Regions from separate parts of the Mus musculus genome. Here region 1 is linked to region 2. Evidence: chromatin contacts called from public targeted proximity ligation data. All regions are on one chromosome and are shown on one strand. The core of a region is the stretch at or near the end of the contact, and the rest is flanking DNA. Distances in the headings are between cores, read along the strand shown.

Region 1 (3,253 bases), core at 656-3,155, 200 kb before region 2:
TGAGGATAGGATAGGCTGGATGCTGCATCTGCTAATCTAGCTGCCTAGGCACCATAGACATGCTCTGAGGACAAAGAGGCTCCACTCTATGTTAGTTTGTGAGGTGTGTGTGTGTGTGTGTGTGTGTGTGTGTGTGTGTTTGAATGATGCAACCTGAAGCTCACACCTGTTTGGCCCAGGCTTTCCAAGGATGGCTAAGAGAAGGGAAAGGGAGAAGGAGAAGAGAGTGGGGAAAGAAATGGGAAGAAAGAATAGTGAGATGGAGGGTGAGGGAAGAAAAGAGGGAGAGAGGAAGGAAAGGAGAGAGGTCTTTAAGCCCTTAAGACTATCAGGATTTGGGGACTGACCCATCTTTTTGGTTTCTTCTGTGAACTGTTAACTGACAATGATTATATTAACCAATCTAGACTCTGCTTCTAGAACTCGATCTTATTCACAAGACAAGCAGCTATGAAGAGCAAGATAAAGTGTCCCCACCAACTTATTAAAATGTCAGAGTCCCGATTTGAACAGCAAGACAAGCTGTGGGGCATGCCAATGAAGTCCACAAATTCAAACAACTTCTTCCTTGGCTCCTTCCTCCTTGGGGTGGTCCACTGGAGCCCTGTTGCAGTTGCACCCTGAGTTCCACGGTGTGGGTAGCGTTCTGGAAGATGCCGGGAGATAGCAGGGGTAGGGTGCGGGTGTGGGGGTGTGGGGGGGTGTGGGGGTGGGGGTGGGGAGGTAGTACGGGGGCGGGGGAGGCGGGCAGAGTGGTTCCTGCCCTCAGGGAGCTTTGAGGCTGTAGCCAGAAGCTTTGATTGTGTTCTAAGAAGTTCTCTTCGCAGGTCCCTGGCTATGTTGGGAGGAACTCAAAAGCAGATTTAGAATAATTCCCTCCCAAGGGAACGGAGTAGGAACTGGATGGACGGAGAATTGTTAATTTGACTTTAAAGATTGAGGGACAAGTGAGTATTTGTCTCATTTCCTCGGGTTTGTTTTCTCCGTGGGAGAAGCAGCCAGCATCACTGATTGATTGTCAAGTGTTAATGGGAACTGTTCCATTTTTCCCTATTGAAAACATGCAATTTAATGTGAAGCGTCTATTAGTGGATGGTGAGCAGGCAGAATTCTCAGGATAATGAACTTGATTTTCCACTTGAAATGCAATTCACATTCACGCATTATCTTTTTTATAAGGGAAACACTGAGCAAAGTGGCTCACATATACATCTCAGTTGACCTCACAAACACCTCTGAAGAGAGCATCATTAGCTAGCTTTTATGGACAACAAGAGGAAATGGCGCCTGGGGCTTTGGACTGTGTCAGTTCACTTCTGGTAGATGAATAACTTATTATTTTATTCCCTTTGGTTGAATTTGTATAAACATTTTAATATGAACACCTGCATTACATTTGCACGACTCAGCGCTTCGCACACAGCCTGGTCATGTGTCTTCTATGGCTACCATGCGCCTGTAAGAGCCTCATCTGTAACAATTTGTAAGCCTGAATGTCTGCAACCCAACTTGCTTTCATTCTAGACTAAATCAATAGCAATCCAGCCTCAGGAAGTCTAATCTATTTCTTCACTTGCAGGGTCTCTCTGGGGTGACACCACTTGGTCAGAGAAGGGGACACTAGCACTCTCCTGTGGAAACCTGAAAGCTAAGAGTATAAGATGTTGATGCTGTTACCACTGTGCCTCCTGCTCAGTGGTTGTCTTAAGTCAACAACAGCCAAGGGGACAGAAGGAACACAGAGAAAAATCAGATCTATATGTTTGCACAGTGAGTTGCAGATATTAAAAAAAAAAAAAACAAAACAAAACCAGAAAACAGCCCAAATGAAGCAGGGAGGCGGCGGAGGGGGGAGTGCCTGGAGGGGGGGGCACCAGATGAAGCTGGCAGCAGGTGCTTATTTAATTGCTCCAGCTGCTGCCAAGTGTTTAGCACAATTTCCCCTTTATGTTTCAGTCAGTTATTGGCCCGGGAGCTGGTTTCATTTTTCAGCTGTAACGTGTAGGAACCGTTTCCTCTCTTCCTCCCATTTCGACAGGAAAGCAAGCAGGCAGTTATTCTTTCAAAACTTGCCAATAAATCCAGTCCCTTAGATGTGTTATTATTATTTGCCTCCAAACATGAAATTAGCTTAAATGTAATTCTATGTTTGATTTGATCTCACCAAGGTTGCTACGGTCTGAAATTTTAATTTGCCTCAGAAAGGTTTGATCCAACGCTTCCAACTCATCCTTGTGATTTTGATTCCTGAATTGTGTATCGGAGCCTGTAACCCCCTCAGCTGTTCTCTCTTTAAACGACAGTTCATGTAATTCTCCCACCGATGTGGCACACTTGTTTTTTGCTGTTTTGACTCCCTTTAAATCTGGAAGGTAACCATTGTAAAAACACTGGCTTTGGGTTTCCTTTGTGAGTTATCATACAGCAAATATTTGTGAAAACTGAAAGCCGTGTCGAAACCTCAGTAGGAACAATGTGCTACAACCAGGCCAGGCAACCAGGAGGAATTCAGAAATGCACAAGGTGTGGTCGTTCTCTCTCAGCAGGTTTGATCCCTAACGGAATGTACACAGATACAGTTCAGCGAGAAGAACCACTGTGGTGTGTTAGAGAAGTACCCACGAGTATCAAGTCCTGCTGATGGGAAATGCAACATAAAGACTATGGAAATTCTTCATTTCCTCTCCTTTCTAAACGAATCCTGCTTAGCTAATGCTGTTCCATTATTGAATTGCGATGCACTGTCAGCAGTTTTAATCAGACCAGGGTCCAGGGTACTTCTGATTTAGAATATTTTAGTTTTGGACTTTTGTTTGTTATATTCCAAGGAGAGGGAAGGAGGGAGCTGGTATCATGAGGGCATTAGGAGACCTGGGTTCTGGGTTTGTTTTCATATCAGCCACTTCAGGCCTTGTGCCTTAGCCTGGATTAGGTTGCCATCAGTATGAATGTTTTGAGTGCGATGTCTTAAACTTTGTCCTGGGTGGGACTAGTGTCCACCACAAAGAGCAAAGAAAACCCAAGGCCCGACAAACTGTACCAGGTACCATGAAGAGAGAGGGAAGAAAGAGTCTTTAGGCTTCTGAGTTCTCAACTTTAAATCCTAAACTCTTTGTAGAAAGCCTAGAGGTCAAAGCCACTCAGGTTTGAAAAAGTCTGATTCCTTCTAATTCCCAGTGGGGTGTTGCATTGGCTTTTAAGGATATTAAAGCATGACCTGGACAAAACAAAAAACAAAACAAACAAACAAACA
Region 2 (3,355 bases), core at 129-2,628:
CCACAGTGACACACCTACTCCAACAGGGCCACACCTCCTAATAGTGCCACTCCCTGGGCTGAGCATATACAAACCATCACAGGTCACAAACTAAAATGTAGGGAAGGAGGAGAGGAAGAACGGATCAGGGTTTGAAAAGGGGGATAAGAACGGCAAGGGAGAGGGGAATCCAGATGCATTGTTTACATGTATGGACTTGTCAAAGAACTGACTTAGTAAAGGAAAATCAGGGCAATTTTCATGATGGACAAAAATGTCTGTCACAAGTGTAGTATACCCTGGGGCTTGTAAAGTGTGACATTCTCTATCTTGATGTGGAGGGCTGTCAAGTGGTCACATTTATGATCTATCAATTTTTTTTTAGAGAAACAATGTGTTTCACAGTAAAAGGAGGAAAACCAGTCAAATTTACCAAAAACAATGCTTTTTGAATTCCACCTTGACTCTCTGTGCACACTAAACACAATTCTGTATATAACTCCTTACTTTGTATAAGGATTTGAGAAACTCACTGAGATTGAGTTTAGTCTGACTTTCCTGAGACATTTGAACTCTGCTTCCAGTTGGTTGTATGTCAGAAGCAAAAAAGAGATTCTATGTTTCTGTAGCCAGATTTGACCATTATGAAACGCAATAATCTGAATTACTGACTTGCATTAACAGACTATAAAAATCACAAAATTATAGCAGATGTGTGTGATTTTCTTCATGCTACCTGTCAGGCTCCATAGGACTTGCATCTTACAACACATTTTATAGATATTTTTACAAATAAAGACATGGAAGGAGAGGGTGGCTAAGAAATTTGCTCAGGTGATGTATGTAGTTCAAAGTGGTAAAGGACTTCTCATGTGCTCTAACCATCAGGCTGCATGGCCTTACTTCATTCTCTTTAAGCGGACAATGCATATTCGAGAATAGTGGACAGCCCCTATCCGTGGCCCAGGATCCTTCTTCCGAAGGATTCCTATGGCAAATCCATTGGGAAAGCAAAGAACCAAGGCTAGTGACTCTAACCAGTACCTGGACGTTAACTATTCCTGTAATATACAGTAGGGGACGCCTCTTGGCAGCTTTTTAAAAAGTCTTTGGTGTTGCTGAGGGGGCGTGTCCAACAGCAGGAGAAGAAAAGGCAAAAGTAAAATTAAAAACCCGACTAAATAGTTTAAAAACTCCTCGAGACTCGGTAAAACAGTGCAAGAGGTGGTAGAAAACCAACAGAGTTCGGTTTCACGAGTTACTGCTAAAAGGCAACAACATCTCTGTGGTTTTCCTGAACTGCCTGCAGTTCGTCCCAAATCCACCGCCGTTTCATTGGCTGCGCAAAACTTCTTTTCGTCGAGGTGTCCTTTTTCAGGTCCACACTTTTCTGAATTCATAAGCCGCGCCTGTGGGCCTGCGTGGACTCCGGGAGGGAGTGTGGATATCAGTTTACACTTGGCTTTCAGTAAATAATCCTCCAGAGGCCCACCCCCCTGCCCTGCACCACCCCCCCACCGCGGTGGGAGAAGCCCTCCCCCTGCCCGAGGAAGCCCTCCCCCAGCTGGGAGACATCCTCCTCCCAGGGCGGAGGGCCCAGCGCCAGCACCGCGTCTTCTCTGCTTGGCTGCGACTTGCTTTCTCCACGAGCCATGCTTCGAGTGATTGTGGAATCTGCCACTAACATCCCTAAAACAAAATTTGGGAAGCCGGATCCTATCGTTTCTGTCATTTTTAAGGGTAAGACGACGACGTTTTCTTCTCTTTCTGAAACCCTTTAATGGAAGGCTAGACTTTTGAATCTCCTTCAAGTCAGCTCTTGGCATCTGGTGAAGCCAAGCCAACTCTGTTCCTCTGGCGGTCCCAGGTTTACCTGGGCAGGTCACTGTCGTTCACTACTGAGGGAATCTAACTTTTCCTAGGGCTTGGAGAATCACCGAATGGCCTGACATTTCTGTAAACTCTCGGGAACCTCTATTTGCTACTCTTCTGGATTTCAAGTATGAAGGTCTTTGTCGGTTCAAAGTTAGTGCGCATAGATGTGGGTGCGTTTTGAAACTTTCTCTCCCTGTGAGAAATGAGTAGCGGAGGGAACAATTCATTAATTGCTGGAGGCACCATTACACTATTAACCAGTTCCATACTGCTTTTACCATCATTTGGGCTTTGCGTAGGGCATGAAGGAACTCTCTCTAGTGTTCTGAATCTCCAGGAGTTGGGCTGTTTGGATATGTTCGGTAACTTTGGGATTGCCCACCCTAAAGGAGCTCTGAAGCACATCTGCAGCTTGGGAGTCTGGCTCTACAGCACTGGATAACCTTGGGCAAATGACATCATCATTCCTCTGTGTCTCAGCGTTCCTCTGCAAAACAAGGGGGAAGGTTTAGACTGGCTGGACTTTAATAGACCCCTTGGAATTCCAAACAGATATCTGTGACACTAGCTGTGATTGCGGTGGAAGGGAGCCGGGGAGGGGAACGGGCAGCTGTTATCATAGGATGCCCCCCTCCACCCTAGTGGGGCAGGTGGCCATGGCTTGGGTTTGGCTGCGGTCTTGGCAAGTTGCAGGCTCCCTTGGTGGGGGCACCCTGCTGAACTGGAACTTTTGACAGGCAGGCATTTCCTTACTACAGCTTGGCACATTTCCTGCCAACCCCAGGAATCTGACTCCTCCTCCCTTGCAAATACTGTGTAATTCACCCCTTTCTCCACTCTCCTGTCCATTTCTGAAAATCTTTATTTCTGTTCTCAAATCTTTTCTTCCAAGGGTGAGCAAGAAAAGGAAAAATGGGAAACGCAAAGCTGCTAAAGGGCTGTTCAGTTAGAAAGAGAAAAAGGGAGGAGAGAAGGGAGGGAGGGAGGGAGGAGTCGGGAGAGGGAAGATGAAAAGAAGAGACCTAGAAAACAAAATTCAAATTCTTACTGGACAGTGTGGTTTATAGTTCTGACTCTAGATTATGGAGACACATATTAGATTTATTTGCATGTGGTAATTTTAAAAATCTAACTTAAAGCAGTCTTACAATACTGACACAACATGAAGAATTTGCACCTTTCATTGTTGGCATGTGAAAAAGGGTGCTAAGACTGAGAAGTCACAATTTAGGGCAAATTGTACAGATTATGAAATAATCTGAAATTGACAGTGTTAAAAAAAACTAATTTATTAGCCAGGAAGAATATTCAATAATTGAAACTTTTAAGTGACTTAACAATATGTCGATGAATGAAAACGCTTCGTCGAGAGGGAGAAACTTCAGGTAAATTGGTAAATGTAGTCTAGGCACACAATCACAGTTTTGGTTCCCTTTGGTTGTACAATTGAGTGGTAAAGTCATTCATTCATTCATTCATTCATTTACTATTTCATTCATCG

Evidence for each region.
Region 1: a targeted proximity ligation map of forebrain shows a contact between it and region 2, with 3 times the contacts expected there. A contact is called at or near these places in 8 of 39 promoter capture datasets (the 3T3-L1 cell line, 3T3-L1-derived adipocytes, the C10 cell line and 5 more), 1 of 484 Hi-C or Micro-C datasets (embryonic stem cells), 5 of 130 datasets of targeted methods (the SCID.adh cell line, embryonic stem cells, forebrain and 1 more) and 1 of 9 other capture datasets (liver).

Annotation. Positions count from the first base shown.
Region 1 is chr19:38,244,238-38,247,490 of GRCm38.p6, reverse strand. No RefSeq gene overlaps it. Among named protein-coding and RNA genes, the nearest start is that of Gm32491, 13 kb to the left of the region's middle.
Region 2 is chr19:38,041,600-38,044,954 of GRCm38.p6, reverse strand. Myof (myoferlin) reads left to right here and starts at 1,378. Exons shown (of 54, transcript NM_001302140.1): 1 at 1,378-1,719. The coding sequence starts at 1,632.